Regions from separate parts of the Mus musculus genome. Here all the other regions are linked to region 2. The links are chromatin contacts, called in public Hi-C, HiChIP or PLAC-seq and promoter capture Hi-C maps. All regions are on one chromosome and are shown on one strand. The core of a region is the stretch at or near the end of the contact, and the rest is flanking DNA. Distances in the headings are between cores, read along the strand shown. Region 1 holds the start of Lrch4 (leucine-rich repeats and calponin homology (CH) domain containing 4). Region 2 holds the start of Baz1b (bromodomain adjacent to zinc finger domain, 1B). Region 3 holds the start of Srrt (serrate RNA effector molecule homolog (Arabidopsis)). Region 4 holds the start of Taf6 (TATA-box binding protein associated factor 6).

Region 1 (3,034 bases), core at 174-2,673, 2.4 Mb after region 2:
GACTAGAAGCCACACAGGGAGGTTCATTAAACGCTAACATTCTTCTAAAAGCAAATCTCAAAGGAAAAAAAAATATTCTTTTACTATTATCTCTCACATCTGGGACTCCTTCCTGTATCTCAAGAAGTTTTCTGGGGTTTTTTTGTTTGTTTGTTTGTTTGTTTGTTTGTTTTTGTTTTTAAAAAAGGTTAGTTTGGAGTTATGTAGTCCAGGCTTGCCTGGAATTGACCTCGAAGTCCCGATCCTTCTGCCTCCTCTTTTTAAGAACTGTCACGACAGGCTCATGCCACCACACCCAGCTTCAAATAAGAGGTTTCCAATAGACAAAGTCTGTTATGAAAGTATGTGTGGGGGAGTTCTACTGGAGGTCTGAGATTTGTCCAGCTTCCCTTTCCTCATTTATAAAAAACCCGAGGTCTTAGCCGGGCGGTGATGATGCACGCCTTTAGTCCCAGCATTCGGGAGACACAGGCAGGAGGAGCTCTTGAGTTCAAGGCCAGCCTGGTCTACAGAGCAAGTTTCAGAACAGCCAGGGCTACACGGAGAAATAAATCCTGTCTCGGAAAAGCAACAAACAAAAAACCCCCAAAGATCTTGTTCTAGAGGCCATGAGATCCTTCGTAGTCTCTAAAGTTTGGTCTGGCCATCACAAGTCTTCTCCAGGGGGACTTTGGCAGGTCTGACGACTTTCCCTCTCTGAACTGGAAACCCCCTCACCGGTCATCCCCAGCATTCCCATTAGGGACTCAAGACTGCGCAGGAGGAAATGGTCCCTTCTGTTGAGACAACAGCCTGAGTGCTGAGTGGGGCATCCCTCGCCCTTCCTCACTTCTCGGATGCTGGTTTGCTCCCCAGTAAGCACAGCTAGTACCCAACCCTAACCCTGCACTGTCAGGCCGCCCAGCGCGCGCCTTTTACGATCTTTACCTGCGTCTCAAAAATTCTAGCTCACCCACCTCCTTCTGTCTAGCGAATGGAGCACCTCCTAGCCCATGCTATTGGTAGGCAGAACCGTCCCTCAGAGAAGAGGCCGGGACAGGTTCCTTTTGTAGGTTCTAATTGGTCTTCTTCACAGTCACTCGCCTGAATCTAGATTGCAATTGGTCTTGGTTGAAAAAGCAGGTTTGTGGTCTCTGGGTCTCTAATACCCTAAAGTTGAGACCTGTAGTCCCCGCCTCCTGGGCGGGTCTCATTGGCTCCATCTCCAGCCTCGAGAGTTGTGATTGGATGTCGCTGCGCGGGGCGGGCCGACCAGGAACCGCGGCCGTTGGCGGGGTGCTCCTCTTCACCCCTCCCTTCCCTCAGTGTAATCTAGAATTGAGAGGCTCCACCCCCTGCCGTTTTCTGATTGGGCACTTCTAACGCGTCTCTGGTTCATGATTGGTCCGCGGAGTTCCTGACCCTCGCTTCCTCCCTTCAGTGGGGACTACGGCGGCTCCGAGGAGGGGGAAGGGCGAGAAGGGCCGGCCGGTGCCGTCAGTCAGGCAGGGGGAGCCGCCGAGAGCGGATGGCGGCAGCAGTAGCGGGCCCACTCGCCGCCGGGGGTGAGGAAGCTGCAGCTTCAGTGTCCTTGCCAGGGTCTCCTGGTCTACCTGGGAGCCGTAGCGCAGAACGAGCCCTAGAGGAGGCTGTGGCCACCGGGACCCTGAACTTGTCCAACCGGCGTTTGAAGCACTTCCCCCGGGGCGCGGCCCGCAGTTACGACTTGTCAGACATCACCCAGGCTGGTGAGTTGCGCTGGTGCCCAGAGAGCAGGGGACCCATACTGGACTGCGACCCTCATTTGCATAGCCCCGCCTCGCGTTCGATTGGGCCCACCCCTTCACCTGGCAGTCTTGAACGCTCGCCCCTTGGGATTGGCATTGAGCCCGCGACCTCCCCTCCCCTGTGTAAGAACCACTGGACAATGAGTTCGCTTCAAGAGTGCACAGAACACTTTTGGCCGAGCTCTAGGAGACTCTTCCCCTTTATTTGCATATTGCGCACCTGTAGCATGGTCCCGCCCCTCACCTGGTTGGCTTCTTCAACCCTAGATCTGATCAACCCTTAAAGCAAACTTCCATGTAGAATCTATCATTAATCGCTACATTTTCACCCTTTTAGTCGTTTCCAACGTCTTTCTCACCCGTCCACCACAATCCCAACAAGCCCCGTTATCTCTTTCCTAAAGGGTCGCTCCTAACAACCCGACGTTTCTGCTTGCTTTTCCGTAGTCTCCCCAAGTCCCAGCCCCTCTCCGCCGTCCACCCCAGCCTATCTATGTGAAAGAAGTGAATCTCTCGCCCTTAACTTTCCACCCATTATCCCCCTATCCCCTTTCTCTTCTTCCTGGTTTTATGAGGTCACTGTGGAGTTTGTGATCTCATAGGAACCCTACAATTCTGCTTTCCCCTTAGGGGAGAAACTTGAGGCAGCTTGCTGAAAGGAAGGACATTGTATCTCTTAGCTAGGAGTGCTGACCTCCTGGAGACTCTCCAGTCCCTGCCCTCAGGACCCCTCTAATCATGTCCACCCCACCCTGGTGTGTGTGTGTTTGGGATCCCACTAATCATGGACACTCTACCCTTGGGTCTGCTATGGCCAGGCACTGGGGACTGTACTATGACAGGTGAGTCAGGCTGCTTAGGAGGCAGCCTATGAACTTGGGCTGGCAGCTGAGGGCGGGGAATCACAACAGAGGGCTACATTCCGGGAGCCCCACCCCAGTCTGGGCTGGAGTGTTAGGGCCCCTTCTGCTCCTCTCATCTGGTCCAGGGCTGGATCAAGCTGGATCAAAGAACACATTGCTCCAGTAGGTTCCTGCCCACCTGCAATTGTACCAGGCTGGCTGGGGCACAATCTCCTCTTACAGCTCTGGAGAGAAAAAGTTTAAATCTCTCTGTTTTTAAATGCTTTTTCCCTACACAGTTGAATGAGTCCTGGGAATGGGTGAGCCCCAGGAGCCATGCTTACCCCTCCTAGGTCCCCCCAGCCCCCCAGCTCCAGATTGACCTCAGCAGCTGTGTGACACTGGCCGTCTGTTCCCTTTCCCCTC
Region 2 (2,894 bases), core at 35-2,534:
CCTCCAACACAAAAACTGTGAATCAGACCCAGAATCTCTGGAAGAACTCTTAATTGCATGCGGAGTCACTTCTCCAGCCCCATGAGCTTAATACATATGTTTTCTAACATAGCTTTATTTATTTATTGTTATAGGGATTTGCTATTCAGCCTGTAAGACTGTAGCCCAGGTTAGTCACAAACTCACTTAGGACCGTCCAGCTTCAAAAACCTGCATCACTTAGTTGCACTATATACACACACACATATATATATATACACACACATATATATGAATGAATATAGTCTTTTACATATGTACATACAGAAAACCTTCTTTATTATTCTTCCGTTTATTTTACTTTCAAGATTTATTTTTAAATTGTGTATGTGTGCACACGTGGTGGGGGATGTTACGTGCACGTGAGTACGTGCACCTGAGGAGGCAAGAGGAATGGGAACTCCTGGAGCTGCAGCCGGAGGCAGGTTCCAGCTACCCGATGTGGGAGCTAAGAATTGAACTTGGGTCCTCTGAACGAGTACAAGATCTTAGCCCCTGAGTCTGCTCTGCGGCTCTTCCTCCACATATTTTTAAAGAAAGTTCTTCATTATCCTTCCCTGTAGTCCTTAAAAAACAGGCTGTTAATCTCCATTTCTCAATTACAGTGATGCCGCGTCGGGGAAGGTTGGGGTCCTAGTCGCCCCAATGCGGAACTTCAGTTTGGAGAGGGCCTGAGTTACTTCCCGCCCAGTACAGCTCCACCCGCGCATCCCCGGGCGTGGCCGAGCGCGGCCCCTTTAAGAAGGGGGGCGGAGCGCGAGTGGAAAGACAAAGCCCCTGGCCGCGCGCTCCCCCTCCCCCCTCCGGCGCAGCACACGGACAGTGAGTGCCCGGATGTCGGTGTCGCCGTCGGTGACAGATGGCGCAATGTCTGTATCAGTGACAGGGCTTTTTGCTCTGACCTCTTTGAGTCTTCCGCTTTTCGTCCTCCCCCTCCTACTGCTGTCCCATTACTTTTGAAGTCCGCCACTGGAGGCCCGCACGCCCGTCCCCGGCTCTTACATAACGTGACCTTTCACCTTTTCAGACTGCCCTCTGCTGCGCTGCAACTCAACTTCGCGGCTGGAGCCCAGGGGGCGGGACTCGACCTCGGAGCGGCAGCCTCTCTGAGCCAATAGGCTGCGAAGGCCGACGAGCCCTCCGCCTATCGGAGCCTCCGCCCCAGGGCGCCACGGAGAAGCAAGTTAGTCTGTGCGCTGGCCCGGCAGCGGGGGGGAGGAAGGGAATCTCCCGCCATTTTTCAATAATTTCCTCCCGTGCCCGCTGGAGAGGAGTCGTGACTGGCGGCCGCCGCGGCGGAGATCGGCGTGAGGTGAAAGGCGCCGGAAGGGGCGAGGAGAATCTCTCCGTTTTCTCCCCTCGAGGCGTCCCCCTGGCTTCCATGGCCGTGGCGCGGTCCCGCCAGCTCTGAGGGAAGCCGGAGTTCGCGCCGCCCTCTCACCCCTCCCCTCCCCCATCGCCCCGGGAGCCAGGCGCCTCGCTCGCTCGCTCGCCCCGGGGCTGCCGGGGCCTAGCGCTGCGCAGCAGAGCGGCCGAGCCTTCGGCGCTCCGTCCCCTGCCGGCGCCGCCGCGATGGCGCCGCTGCTGGGCCGCAAGCCCTTCCCGCTGGTGAAACCGCTGCCCGGAGAGGAGCCGCTCTTCACCATCCCGCACACTCAGGAGGCCTTCCGCACCCGGGAGTATCCTTTCTCCGCGCGCGGTGTGGACGCTCGGCCGCGGCTGCGCAGGGCGAGGGATGGAGATGGCGAGATGCGAATGGGCCGCGCGCGGCTCGCGGGGCAGCTGTCACCGCACGGGGCCGTCCGCGGGCCGTGATGCCCGGGGCCCTGCTTTACCCGGGCTTGGGAGCTCCGCGGCGAGATCCCTCCGGGCCGTCTCCAGCCGTCCTTCCCGGAACCGCGCGCCTCCATCCCTTTTCCCCTTACTTTGTCCCCGGGGCCTCGGTGGTGATCGCAACACCAATCCCCTCCTCCCCAACTTGGCTTCGGGCCCTAAATGACTAGGGAGGGTAGCCGGGTTCCCTTTGCGCATTTTATTTCTCTCTCCTTTCATAGAAATGAAACCGTCAAGTTTAAGTTTTTGAAATTGTACCGGCGCAGCCGCGTGATCCGGCTTGTGCAAGCCTCTACTGCGTCTTGAGTGGGCTGTGCGGGGACACTGATGTGGCTTGTGGGTTTTGTTTTTCTCCTCCGGAGTGGACTTTAGGCCAGGGATGAACTGACAGAACCGTAAATCACAAAACCTGGCATTAACTTTTTACCCACTGAAGATGGGAAGGAGCAGAAAGGTACATTGATGGTTCTGGTGGCCATTTATTTCCTAGAGAACACAGAAGTTTGACACTTAGAAGTTTCATTTTTCCGTCTTTTTTTTTTTTTTTTTTTTTTTGAGGGAGCGCTTCATGTAGCACCGGCTGGCCTCGAACTCAGAGAGGCTGGACACTGCATTCCCGATCCTGTCTGTCTGTCTGCCTGTCTCTCTGTCTCTCAATCTCTCTCTCTCTCTCTCTCTCTCTCTCTCTCTCTCTCTCTCTCTGGTACGTGAAACTGGTGTTTTAGAATACAAAGTCAGCATTTCCAATCATTACTTTAAGATTTCTTGACCAAGCATAGCCTCTTAGTTAAAAGTTGTAGTACTTCCCCCCCCCCCCCCCCCGCCCCCGGTAGGGGGAATGTTGAATCTTTTAAGGCTTATTTGTTTTTTAAAAAGCTAAGTTTCCTTACCAAACTTGCCTGTCCTGCTATCTTTACCACCCCTTTTCCTTTGGAAAGATTAGGTAAGAGCAGGAAGGATTCAAGTGAAGTATTTCAGTTTGCTCTTGGCCTTTGCCTCTTTCCTGCTTTGTTTTTTGTTGT
Region 3 (2,700 bases), core at 128-2,627, 2.1 Mb after region 2:
ACTCACTAAACTGGCTTTGTTTTTGTTGTTTTTACTTCACCTCTGGATTTAAAAAGGAAGAGAGGTAGAGAGCTGGCTCAGTAGTTAAATGCACTCCTTTTAACCACTCTTGGTTGGCTCCTCTTGCGGAGGACTAGGCTTTGAGTCCCAGCACCCACAAAGCAATTCACAACCATCTTTCCTGCCCATTTCCCAGAGGATCTAAAGCCTTCTGTTGGCCTCCTCGGGCACCAGGAACGAATGAGGTGCATAGACATAATGTAAGCAAACCCCCATGAACGTTTTATTATATAAAAGAAGAAATGCACTTGCACATTTCTTATCTCAATTACCTGTTTTAAAAATCCTTTCAAAAAACTCTTAAACAGGATGTGGTAGAATACTTCCTTAATTCAGAAGTTTAATGTCATCTTGAGCTACCTAAAGAGTTTCGGGCCAATCTCACTTTGGTCAGTTTGTGCTTTCTTAATATTTGGATTTGAGATTGTGTCTCCCTATGTAGCCTGCACGGAAGATGCAGTCCAACCAGCTGTGCGGAGCTCCTGTCCAGCACTAATACTGACCGTCACTTTGGTTAAAAGCTCAAAATCTGAGCCAACGGTGAATAGACTGAAACTACAGAAATGGCTCAACGGTAAACTGCATCCTAATAAGATTTTGTAAGGTAAAGACAAAAAAGGAAACGAAAAGAAAAATTGTGGCGCGGAAGGGTTGTACGGGGCGGGGTATGGACGTTAATACTGTCTCACCGGTCATTCCAATCGTCCCCTCGCCGTCTTTCATCCCTTTCCCGGGAACGGTCATAATCGCTGCGCTCTCTTCGAAATTTGTCCCTGCGTCTTCGGTCGTATTCATCATCACTGTCACCCATGGTGCTGTCAGAGGAGGCCTGGGGCCCGGCGGCGGGTAGACACGGTGATGATGAACAAGGACCAGAGGAGGGACAATCCCCCGGGGACAGCACGCCCGCCTCCCTCCCGCCGAGGCCGGCCTGCCATCCCGGGCAGGGCGATCGCTCCGACAGTTTCACTGTCCCCACGGATTCCCCCTCGTCCACCCCCGAAGCCCCCGGGCACGGTCCTCTCCTCGCAATCCCGCCGCCCGGGCCTTTCCTTCCCCTCCCCCACCTGGCAGCGGTCGGGGCCGTTGGAAGCGCGCGCCGGCGGGCTTGTTTTCCGGGCGGACCGGAACGAGCGACAATGGACCACAAAGAGGGTTGGAAGGAGACGCTGGGATTCTCAGCCCGGAGACGAAGGGGAAGAGAAGAGCGGGACCGCGGGGGGGGGGGGGGGGCAAGGAGGCGCGCGCGCGTCCTACGTCACTCCCGGAGCTCGGCCTCCAACTACAAAACAAGACCCCCGGACCAAACTAAAACTCCGAGATTAAAAGAATGACGGGAAGAGGGTGGAGACGCGGAAGTCTCGCGTGGTTTTGCGACAAAATCGCCCCAGCTTCTCGGAGCTACGGAAGTTGAGCTGGGCCAAGCCAGGCCTTCTGAACGTGCTCGTGCCTACTTGAAAAGGAGGGCACTGGAGAAGTTAAGTGTCACTCCCGTAAGGTATCCTGGGTAGGAGCTAGTTTGCATCCAAAGGTTGCTTTGCAATAGCCCTGGGCTGGGGCACCTCTTGACCTCCTCAAGGGCGGATTTGCTATCGAGGGGTTTGGGGACGATGGATGTCTAGGGAATAATTCATAGAAGCAACCATTTTAGAGGCATCTCCTCCCACCATTTTCTCCTGCAAAAAAATACAGTATGTGCTACTTATAAAATGCGTTCTTCCTGCTTGTCTTGGACAGAGGAGCCTAATACTCATGCAAAAGTGTAAACCTCGATCTTAATGCCCAGTTCTTTAATGGGAGTCTTTACATTGCAGTCTGGAAACAACCACCAGGATCCACTAGTTTCCAGTTGAAATCCCTAAGATAACAGTAAGCCCTTTTCCATGAATAGAATACTAAGCTAAACAAGGGAGCATGCCACTGTCTTGCTCCCAGAAAAGAATGAAAAATCCCAGCATCTAATAAGGTGTATTTACAAGGGGGCATTTTAAAAACTTAGCAGACAGTTACGTTGGCACAGGCGTAACCCGAGTTACTCAGTAAGTCAAAGCAGAATCAAATTCAGGGGTTGCAAAATGAGTTCAAAGCCAGCCTTGACAATTTTCTAAAACCCTTTCTCAAAAACATTTTCCAAAGAGGCCGGTCCAGTGTGTAAGAGCACTTCCTGGTCTTGCAGAAAATCAGAGTTGGAGTCCCAGCTCCCATGTGGCTGGCTGCTCACAGACTGTTAACTCCAGTGCCTAGGGAACTGACACCTCTTCTGGTCTGCAAGGGCACTGCACTCAGATGCACACACACCCACACACTGATACACAGATACATATACTCATCATTTTGTTCCAAAACAAGGTTTCTGTGTACCCCATGGCTGGCCTGGAACTCCCCTTGTAGACTAGGTTGGCCTCAGACTGAGAGATCTTCCTGTCTCTGCCTCCTGAGTACTGGGATTTAAGTCTTGCAACCAGCTCATACACACGTAATTCAAGAAGATGGGAGCATGGTGGCGCTCACCTCTAATCCCAGCACTCTGGTGGCAGAGGCAGGCAGATCTCTGAGTTGGAGGCCAACCTAGTCTACAAAGGGAGTTCCAGGCCAGCCAGGCAGGGCTACACAGAGAAAGAAGGCCCCGTCTCAAGAAAG
Region 4 (2,781 bases), core at 70-2,569, 3.0 Mb after region 2:
CTGACCCCACCCACCTCTCTTTAGGGGCAGGTCTCCTATAGCCCCACTGGCTTCAAATTCACTAGGTAGACAACACTGGTCCTTTGGCCTCTACCTCCCAAGTACTGGGATTGCAAGCACATACCACCATGCCTGGCTTTACCTGTTTGCTATGTTTTCTTCTTCTTCTTAATAATAGTGATATAATATGTATATATATAAAATCACTCTAGATTAAATCTAAGACCTTCCACATGTTAAACAACCCTTCTACAATTGGGTCTCAGGCTCGTCTGGAATTCATCCCGTGGTCTTGATTTGGAGAGCCTCCTGCCTTTTACAGCTGTTTACCACCAAGCCTGGCTATTATTTCTTCTTGTTTATTATCCTTACCCCACCAGTAAACAAGAATATGTCTGTTATGTTCACTGACCTATCTGGTGCCTAGGGCATTGTTAAATATATGAATAAGTCTTTTTTTTTCTTTTTTTCTTTCCTTTTTTTGGTTTTTCGAGACAGGGTTTCTCTGTATAGCTCTGGCTGTCCTGGAACTAACTTTGTAGACCAGGCTGGTCTAGAACTCAGAAATCCGCCCGCCTCTGCCTCCCAAGTGCTGGGATTAAAGGCGTGAGCCACCACTGCCCAGCATGAATAAGGTGTAAGTGTTCACTAAATACTTGGTATAACAATTACCAAAATGAAAAAGACACAGACTCAAGCTTGGAGTTTACTCTGTGGTTAAAAGGAAAGGAGCTTGCCTGACACTGGACATGAAACCAACCTCAAGAGTGTTCAGAACTGAGTGCTAGGGACTGGTTCTTTTCATTCCAAGTCTTCTCAGACTTTTGTTAAATCTTGTCTACAGGAAATACAATTATTCAGCACATACTCTGTACCTGGTCGGGTCCCAGTCCTCTGTGGTGGTACCCTTGCCACTAAGGTTTCATAAAACACTCTAGCAGCCTCGGGAGTTTCTCAGATCAGTGGAAGCGACAGGAAGACTTCTTAGAGAAGGGATAACTTGAGCTATATCTTTACATCATTTTTCTCAGCTAGGGAAGTGATTCGAAGATTACCCGGGCAGCGCTACAGGAGGTTCACAAGCCACTACATCGCCCCACCATCCTTCCAGTGCAGTCACGCACAGGGTCCCCACGAGCACGGACACACAACCAACCGTCTTCTTCCCAGTCCTCACATGGGCCCTTTCAAAGGGTCTCCTCACGGATACACCTCAGACTTTCCCCCGCCAGCCAAGCACCGGGAGCAGTAAAAGCCTCTCACCGCTGCCAAAGCGCCGCTCACCCGGCGCTCGGCGCCATCTTGGCCCCGCCCCCTGACAGGAGTAGGTCCTGGCAGAAGCCAAAAAGTTATCACTGTTCTTCCCTATGTCAAAATAGACCATATCGTTTCACAGTCTGAAATTATATAAAAATTTCATTCTACGTGCATGTGTAAAGATCATATTACTCTATTCTAATTACTTCAATTTGTATCTTCATTACCCAGCTGTCAGGACCTTCAGAAGGCGCCACAAAACTGAGCCATCACGCTCCACCCACTTTCGGGCTGGCTCTGAGCATGCGCTGACCGTTCTATGATTTTTTTTTTTTTTTTTTTAAAGCTTGCTGCGGGCTTCGCCTAAATTTAAAGGGCCCGCTGCCTTCCAGAAGTTGGTCTGAAGGCAAAGGGTGGTTGTATGTGTGGACTGCGTTTTATCATGGGACCTGTGCGGCTGGAGATACTGCTTTTCATCCTGGCAGCGTACGGTGCTTGGGCTGAGGCGACAAAAGAGGAGGAAGATGACACAGAACGTTTGCCCAGCAAATGCGAAGGTACAGAAACGGAGTAGTTGCTATTTACATCTCCCTATCTACCTCCTGCCTCTCTAACTCTAGGCTGAATCAAATGGGCTAGGATAGATGGATCACTAGACTGTCTTGAAAGAGGTTCTGTTGGAGCTTGGTAACACTTGAATGGGAACAAGGGAGGGAAAGCAGGGTTAAGGTGGCACTACATTTCCCAGGTGGCATCCAGAAGGATCTAGGTTTTTCTTGCGGGCTTGGGCCCCAATGTATTGTGGGAATTGTAGTTCAAGAACCTGTAACGCTGGCTCTATGGAGCATCTTCCTCAGTCGTTTCTCTCCTTGTTAAAAATCTGGACAATCTGCATGGGTGGGGTGTAATACTCATTCCTTATAGGCATACTGAGTCCCGCCCTGGCAGAGACGCTCTTAAATTACAGGCCTGATGGCCCCCTTTAGGGGTTTTAAAGGTGAGTAAGTCCCCAGCTGAAGTTCATAAAGAGAAGATGAAGACACCACACCACTTAGAAGTTGCCCATCGGTGTGAGGCTTTGCAGATGGGGTGCACTGTAGGGATTTTACAACAAGCAGCATGGCCTCTGGCTACATTAGTAAATGCCCTCCCCCCAACCACCCCTCCCATCCCCAACAGGGAGGAAGCCAGGTCACTGAATAAATATCCTGTGGCTCCCTAACTCTAACTTTTTCTTTGGATTCATTATTGCTTCACTTTACACCCAACAACATGTTTTTATCATTGACACCCATGACTTGATTCTAATCTCTCACTTATTTTTGCATCTGTGTCCCCACTCTTCTGAGTCGGGGTGGGGGTGGAGACAGGGTTTCTCTTTATAGCTCTGGCTGTCCTGGAACTTGCCTGTAGACCAGACTGGTCTCTAACTCCGAAATCCACTTGCCTCTGCTGGGATTAAAGGCAGAAGTTAACTATATGAACCCCCTGTCTCTAGTTCTGACCTCAGAATGCTGGGATAGC

Evidence for each region. Hi-C and Micro-C count contacts between places; a contact is called where the count stands out from the background. HiChIP or PLAC-seq counts read pairs in DNA pulled down with a chosen protein or histone mark. Capture Hi-C pulls out chosen DNA fragments and counts their contacts.
Region 1: a Hi-C map of CD4 T cells shows a contact between it and region 2, with 5 times the contacts expected there. The contact joins the promoter of Lrch4 here to the promoter of Baz1b in region 2. A contact is called at or near these places in 1 of 484 Hi-C or Micro-C datasets (CD4 T cells) and 1 of 115 datasets of contacts at active chromatin or transcription factors (large pre-B cells).
Region 3: a promoter capture Hi-C map of adipose tissue shows a contact between it and region 2, with 2.9 times the contacts expected there. The contact joins the promoter of Srrt here to the promoter of Baz1b in region 2. A contact is called at or near these places in 1 of 39 promoter capture datasets (liver) and 1 of 9 other capture datasets (adipose tissue).
Region 4: an H3K4me3 HiChIP or PLAC-seq map of embryonic forebrain shows a contact between it and region 2, with 4 times the contacts expected there. The contact joins the promoter of Taf6 here to the promoter of Baz1b in region 2. A contact is called at or near these places in 2 of 39 promoter capture datasets (liver and pre-B cells), 1 of 115 datasets of contacts at active chromatin or transcription factors (embryonic forebrain) and 1 of 9 other capture datasets (liver).

What each region holds. Positions count from the first base shown.
Region 1 is chr5:137,627,700-137,630,733 of GRCm38.p6, forward strand. Lrch4 (leucine-rich repeats and calponin homology (CH) domain containing 4) reads left to right here and starts at 1,424. Exons shown (of 18, transcript NM_146164.2): 1 at 1,424-1,727. The coding sequence starts at 1,508. Gm20605 (predicted gene 20605) reads left to right here and starts at 1,424. Exons shown (of 22, transcript NR_033148.1): 1 at 1,424-1,727.
Region 2 is chr5:135,186,039-135,188,932 of GRCm38.p6, forward strand. It overlaps Baz1b (bromodomain adjacent to zinc finger domain, 1B), which reads left to right and starts at 1,285. Exons shown (of 19, transcript NM_011714.2): 1 at 1,285-1,718. The coding sequence starts at 1,612.
Region 3 is chr5:137,306,297-137,308,996 of GRCm38.p6, forward strand. Srrt (serrate RNA effector molecule homolog (Arabidopsis)) reads right to left here and starts at 1,378. Exons shown (of 20, transcript NM_031405.2): 1 at 1,128-1,378; 2 at 750-889. The coding sequence starts at 871. It also overlaps the pseudogene Gm43013.
Region 4 is chr5:138,185,907-138,188,687 of GRCm38.p6, forward strand. It overlaps Taf6 (TATA-box binding protein associated factor 6), which reads right to left and starts at 1,320. Exons shown (of 15, transcript NM_009315.4): 1 at 1,264-1,320. Cnpy4 (canopy FGF signaling regulator 4) reads left to right here and starts at 1,629. Exons shown (of 6, transcript NM_178612.4): 1 at 1,629-1,814. The coding sequence starts at 1,679.